Linked DNA regions of Rattus norvegicus: region 2 is linked to region 1. The links are chromatin contacts, called in public Hi-C maps. All regions are on one chromosome and are shown on one strand. The core of a region is the stretch at or near the end of the contact, and the rest is flanking DNA. Distances in the headings are between cores, read along the strand shown.

Region 1 (3,290 bases), core at 438-2,937:
TTCTTACCTTGGAGTCTCTTTCACTCCATACATTTCCAGATGTCTCAACACCTCCAGATGTTCTTCTACCCACTGTACTGGCCTAACTGTAAGAGCCAGCATCGTTTTTGCATGGTGGTTATGTGTAAAGTTACTTGGCTTGCCCTGTTCTGTGTGCTAAACCCTCCTGTTCACATTAGCATTTCTCATTTTGGTGTAAGTTTCTGTTTTTTTTTAAAAAACAGATTATGTATAGTGCCTAAATACTGTTTAGATTTTTCTAGGCCTTTGACAGTGCCTTTGCTATCGATTCTTTTTTTTTTTTTTTTTTTTTTGGTTCTTTTTTTCGGAGTTGGGGACCGAACCCAGGGCCTTGCGATTCCTAGGCAAGCACTCTACCACTGAGCTAAATCCCCAACCCCGATTCTTTTGTTTTATTTCTAATTTTTCTTGGCCATTGGAGCTGAGCCTTCTATTAGATTTCAGTGATCAAACTGGGGATGAAAAGGACTAAAACAGAAAAAGCTAGCTAAGAGTCTCTCAGTCAGATTAAAAAGCCAGGCCAGCATCACATCGTGTCTCTGGCCATTGGCAAGGACTGATGCTTGCTGAATGCTATGCAGAGATGACAACGGAGGCAGAAGTAGAAAAACATTAGGAGCCTTTGGTGAAACACTATAGTCCTCTTTTAATGACATAAAATTTTAATGTCTTGTGGTCAGAGGAAAGGAGCTTTTATGAGGATGACACATAACAGTTGAAAGCAGTTTGATTCTTCTAGAGATCATTATGCAAACTGTTCTTTCCCTGTTTCTGTAGTCACAGATGAAGTTACGTATTCATGCTGTATATTTCTGTACCATTACTTATATGCAGAAGTGCAGTCTGATAAAACTGTACTGTTTGCCACATGTGTAATTTGAAATTTTCTACTGTCTCTCTTTCATAAAGTATGGAGGAGGGAGAGATTTGTAATGTTTTATTTAACCTAGTTAGTGTATCTGAAACTATTTTCCAAGGCCAGAGAGATAGCTGATAGCTCTGTGGTTAAGAGGATTGGTTGCTTTTTCAGAAGACCTAGGTTCAATTCCCAGAACCCAGGTGATACCATACCTGCTTCTATACCAGACACTAGACATGTTCATAGTATGTCCACAGACATACATGCAGTCAGAACATCTATATTCACAAATAAATAAAATTGTAAAGTACATAAAACTAAAATATTACTTTCACATGTCATAAATATGGAAGCTCCTAAAGAGTTCTTTTGGCACAGCGTGGGCAGTGAAATCAAAATCCTACAAGTACACTGGACTCCAGACTAGCTGGCTACACTGCTTATTCTTATTAGCCACATACAACACTTTATGAGATGACAAAAGGCACATAGGCTATTTCACTTCTCTGTGACAGTGAAAGGTAAGAAATAAAAGATGGCCAAATCAGCTAGATCTGCAACTCTTTAGCAGTTCTGGTGAACTTTCAGTCAAGCTAGTGGAAGAATGAGACACTTTCTCATTTTCTCCTGTACTTGTCTCTCCTCTGCTGAAGCTGTGGCTAGTATTTTAGGGTTTTCCCCTAATTGTTTAGCCAGCTTAAAATAAAAAGTGCATTGTTTCTGAGGATCCTGTTACGTTTGCTTCTGTATAAAACGTTGTGTGTTCGTTTGAATCCACATCTACAGTTCTTCATATTTTGTAGCTGATGTGGTAAATCAGTTTCATATGCTGTTGGGCAAGCTGGAAGGTTAAGCCTCCTAACTGCAGCAGCCAGCTGATTCTAGTTGCTGTAAACAATTAAGCCTGTCAGCAATTGACCTTGGGAATGCTAATTTGCTTGTCCCTGGGTGCCGCCTCAGGCCCTGGCTTTCTCTCTGTGGGTGGGAGTTATGAACCTGGTTTGGAGAAGAACTAGAGGCATTTGAGGCCAGCTCCAGACAGATGTTTTCTTGCTTCATTTTTACATGTGACCACAGTTGCAAGAGGCATATTCCTGCATGAGTTTTTTTTTTTTTTTTTTAGGCCTGTGGAATCAGAGACCAAAGTTGAAAGGCAGCTTCTTTTACCTTTGAATCTATTGTTGCTCTTCAGTGGAGTTCTCATGGTGAAGTGACAGTCTTTCTTATGTGGGCTCATTGTGCATCTTAAACTTACTAGAAGAGTTGGAAGTCACCTTTTATCACACACACACTCCCTGCTTTGTGATTTTTACTGACAGAGTCTTACCAGGTAGCCCAGGCTCGCTTCAAAGTTACTGTCCTCCCATCTCATCCTCCAGAAGGCTGGATTACAGGAACACATAAGCACATGGTGCGGGGTGTGTTCACTGCAGTTCTTCAGTGTCTGGGCCAGAATAAGTTGAATGATTGAGGAGAAGGGGGTGCCAGCGGGGGGAGTTACACTGAGAAGTTCTTTTTGGGCTCTCTGTAAGTGTGTATACCTGAGAGAGGGAGGTTGAGAGTGTTAAGTTCTAAGTAATTGTAAACTGGTGATGGCAGCAATGGCCACTTTAACCTGAAGACAAAGATTTCACTTTTCTTCTGGACTGTGTGTTAGGTTTTTGGGAGTGAGAAGAGAACAGTGTGTTCATGAAAGAGCAGTATTGAGTTCAGTTGTCTTTAGGATAGGGTGTTTATTAACACCACAGCCTGCTCTGTGCTCCCAGCCTGATGCCATAGGCTTTAGTCCTGCAAGACGAAGGAAGGTGCCTATTCTTAAAGGTTTCAGAAAGATGGGTTAAGTCCTATACTGTGTGGAAGAAGGCCTAGTTAATATGTGACTTGAGCTAGGTGGCATGGACCACAGTCACATTGTTTTAGATTTTGAGTAGCACCAGGGAAGAGGCAGACTTGGCTCTTTGTGAGGGCTGTGGAAGGGCAACAGGTTTTAGGGCTGGATATGGCTCATCAGCTCTTGACTAGAGCATCTGCCCTGGAGACTCTAGGTTCTGATACAGTGCTTAGGCAAAGTACAACATCATACTGTTCACTACAATACTGTAGGGTGTCTTATACAACCAGTTTAAATTGTTTATTTGAACTTGTTGGTAGTAGTTTTTTTGGCCATGCTTTGAAAAGGTTAATTAGTTAGCAGCTATGGCAAATAAGAATACATGCAAGGATTAGGAACACTAGATGGTAGTAAGCAAGGTATTTCTAATTAGTAGATTACTGGTTTGTGTGACCAAAACAGGATTAGAAATCTTCTTCCTTTCTGACAGAACCCCTGATATGTCACGATGCACATATCTTTCGTACATTCTGTGTAGTAGGTGACCTATGAGTAACAGTTATTTGTATGTATGCATGA
Region 2 (3,290 bases), core at 513-3,012, 49 kb after region 1:
CAGTGCCTACTACAGGATACAAGATATTCAGTAAATCACAGAGTGGATGAGTACATGAATAAATAAACCATATGTTTTCTTAAATACTGTCAAAAAAGAATTTCTCCAAAATAAATGCGCAAACAAATTCGGAGAGGTGAGATCAACATTTGCAGTTGTTCTCTCAGGGACATGAGGATCCTAAGCTGTATTTCGAGTGCACCAGTTGCTCCTGTTGGCCCCAGGATTAGAGTGGACATGGTGCTGTGAGCAGTGTGCTAGGGTGATTTTTCAGCATCGTGAGTGCTGATGTATACTGAGTAGAAGATGCCTGAAGGTGGCAAGCTGCCGTATTTGGCTGCCATCTTTTGGGTGTATTCTAATAGGACTGATCATTAAAACCAGATCAATAGCATATATACATATTTGACCTTACTCTTTCTCATTTTTATCTAAGCACCTTGAAGGAGGAAAGGTGTTCCAGGTCTGATTGGAACTGCTCAGTGATGGTGTCACAACACCCTGGCAAACTGTAAAGTCCACTTGGTGTGTCATAATGAACCACAAGGAAGTGTTTTCACTCCAGTGTTTAGTTAGAAGTCAGATTCTTGCTAAATAATGATGCTAGAAAACATATCGAACTACAAATAATTTGGTCCAGTAGCGTTAGTGTAAATTGTACAATGCATCAGAAGTTGGCGTGAGATGAAGGGAACAAAAGGTCTATGCTGGCCATCATTAAACATGTATGAATATTTCTTAAGCATAGAAGGTGTATAGTAAAAAAGCATGGCATATGCCATATGTACATGTGGTTAGGGTATCGACAGGGAAAGCACAGTGATTCTCTGTTGATACCTTTTAATAAAATTTTTACCAAGTCCTTTTGCTACATATAGTGGAGACAGTGTTGTCTTATAGTAATGTACCCCGTGCATGACCAGTTGGATAGAGTGTCATAAATGTGGGCTAGTGTCCATAAATGTTTCAGTGCATAATGCCTAACATTCGATTGGGATTCAGTAAATATTGTTGAAAGAGTATTCTGAGGACAATTGAGTCAATTCTCTGTAGATTTCTAGTATGAGAGAGGTCCCGTAGCTTTTTTATCCAGTCGACCACAAATTAGAATACTGAATCTTCTTACTAAGCAGAATAAAAGCAAACTGTTCCACTAGTGTGTGCTAAGTGTGCTGAACTTCTAAAGGAAGACTGGAAAGCATTGGGTGTTTTTTATTTGGAAGCCAGATACCTAACTGGTTGTTTGAAAGTCAATCAATTTATCTGAGACTCATTTACAGGAATGACTAATTTTATACTAGATTCTCACATGATTCAAGAAGTGTGTGAATGACTCAGACCGTTAATATCTTTCACTCCTGTGATCTCCCCTCTCAGTGAAATGATGCCTGCAAGGCAGTAATGGTAATTGCAGGAGGAGGAGATCTTGACTTTGACCCATGGCAATAAAATGACACACTTTTGAGTCATTACATATGCATACAGTATTTTACAGAAGAAACGAGGTATATTATCATCTTATAAGTACATTAATATTTGTATTTGTACATTGCGAAAGTAGTACACAGTTTCAGTATAGGTTATGACTGAGTTCCACCTTTTGTTTCTACCAGTACCACTCCCAACCCCCCAAAAGCAAGCAAACTGGCTTTTGTTCCATGGAAGAACTTGACGGAAGAATGAGTAAGTCAGCTTATTGTATGCTGTCCCTTGCTGACACAAAGGAAGCACTGGGTTACAAGCAGCCAGGATCGGGTGTTAGTTAAAATGTAGCTAAGTGGCCGGAGAAGCTCAGCAGGTAAGGGCAGAGCCTGACTGCCTGAGTTCAGTCTCCCAGACCCACTCGGTGGGAGGAAGGAAACAATGCCCAAAAATTTTCCTTTGGCCACTCCACATGTTCAGTGTACATAAACATGCCCACATACATACATACAAATAAATAATAAAAAATAAAATGCAGCTAAATAGTCACAATTGAGTTTTAAGCGTAAACTGGGCAGCTCACTGAAGAGTGTTTTGTTTGGTGATGTGTGTTTTCTGAGTTTCTGCCTCATCCTTTTTAAATGATTCATTGAATATGGTCTGGGTATGTGGCAGGAGCTTTTGGGCTTTGCGCTACTCTTGCCAGAATCCCAGATGACTCAGACTGAGTCGGATGGGCACTTCTCAGTCTGTGTTTGGCTCAACCTCTCTCAGACATTTGACACATCTTAAAATTTCTTCCCCAAATTTTGGGGCACTTTCTTTGGTTGTCTTGTTAACTCTTACAGGTTTTCTTTTATGACTCTTCCAGCTGCCTGTTAAATGTAACATTCTCCAAAGTTCTATCTTGGTCCTTTTTGTTTCCATTCATTCAGTTTCCTTGGTGATCTCACTCATTTCCATGGTTTCCATTACAGTCTATTCGTGGAGGCCTCCTGTGGGTGTCTCCAGTCTTAACAGAGCGTAGACCAGTGAATCCAGCCTCCCTGCAGATCTGCCTCTATAATGATAATCAGCAGTAATCATGACAATAACAGCTTCTTATTATAGAAGACTACCAGGTGGCTGAGGGCTTAACTGCTTTGTTCCGTTTATTTTCACAACTATGAAAAATTAATATTGTTATTTTCTACCACTACGAGTGGAAATCAGACTTGGATGTATACAGTGCCTTTTCTAAGATCATAGCAGAGTCTTATATTCCAAGTCAGATTTTTTAATCTTAACACTTAGATTAGCATGTCTAGGTGGATTCTGTATTGTCTTCTTCTACACACACCTTCTGTTGCCCTCTGCCGTACGTAAAAGGCCATTTCAGAGCTGGAACTCAGTGGGCCACCTCTTACCTAGCCTGAGGCAGGTCCCAGATTTATTCCCAAGTACTCAACATTCAAATTCTTCAGGCACAGAAACACTTGTTTACTTATTGTTGCTTGTTGGCAGGATCTCAGTCAGCCTACCTTGGCTTTAAACTGTGTGGCCCAGGGATGATGCCCTTGTACTCCTTGATCTTCCTGCTTCCACTCTCTCATGCTGGGATTTCAGGAGCAACATGAGCATGCAACCATCCCCAATTTCAAAATTACTGCGCGCGCGCACACACACACACACACACACACACACACACACACACACACACAACGTATGTTGTTTTAAAAACAGAAGATGTTCCTTGTAAACTTAGCTTCTAATGTAGAGTCCGAAGCCTGCGTTCTTCTGTGCAGCAGCCCCGTGGAGCACACTAGCAGCCCTCACACCCCAGCTTGCACTGTCACGGCCATCCCCTAAGATTCTTTGTGGATCTTCAC

What was found. Hi-C and Micro-C count contacts between places; a contact is called where the count stands out from the background.
Region 2: a Hi-C map of mammary epithelial cells shows a contact between it and region 1, with 2.0 times the contacts expected there. The contact joins two enhancer-like sites. A contact is called at or near these places in 4 of 12 Hi-C or Micro-C datasets (the A7r5 cell line, kidney, liver and 1 more).

What each region holds. Positions count from the first base shown.
Region 1 is chr7:92,838,389-92,841,678 of GRCr8, forward strand. The region is part of intron 2 of Nsmce2 (NSE2/MMS21 homolog, SMC5-SMC6 complex SUMO ligase); the gene reads left to right. Among named protein-coding and RNA genes, the nearest start is that of Nsmce2, 14 kb to the left of the region's middle. Within about 2 kb of position 1,688, at least 7 of the 93 cell types and tissues checked have an H3K27ac peak or open chromatin away from gene starts, as enhancers often do. A contact at or near this core is called in kidney, where this site is marked.
Region 2 is chr7:92,886,854-92,890,143 of GRCr8, forward strand. All of the region lies in intron 3 of Nsmce2 (NSE2/MMS21 homolog, SMC5-SMC6 complex SUMO ligase), which reads left to right. Among named protein-coding and RNA genes, the nearest start is that of Nsmce2, 63 kb to the left of the region's middle. Within about 2 kb of position 1,763, at least 28 of the 93 cell types and tissues checked have an H3K27ac peak or open chromatin away from gene starts, as enhancers often do. A contact at or near this core is called in kidney, where this site is marked.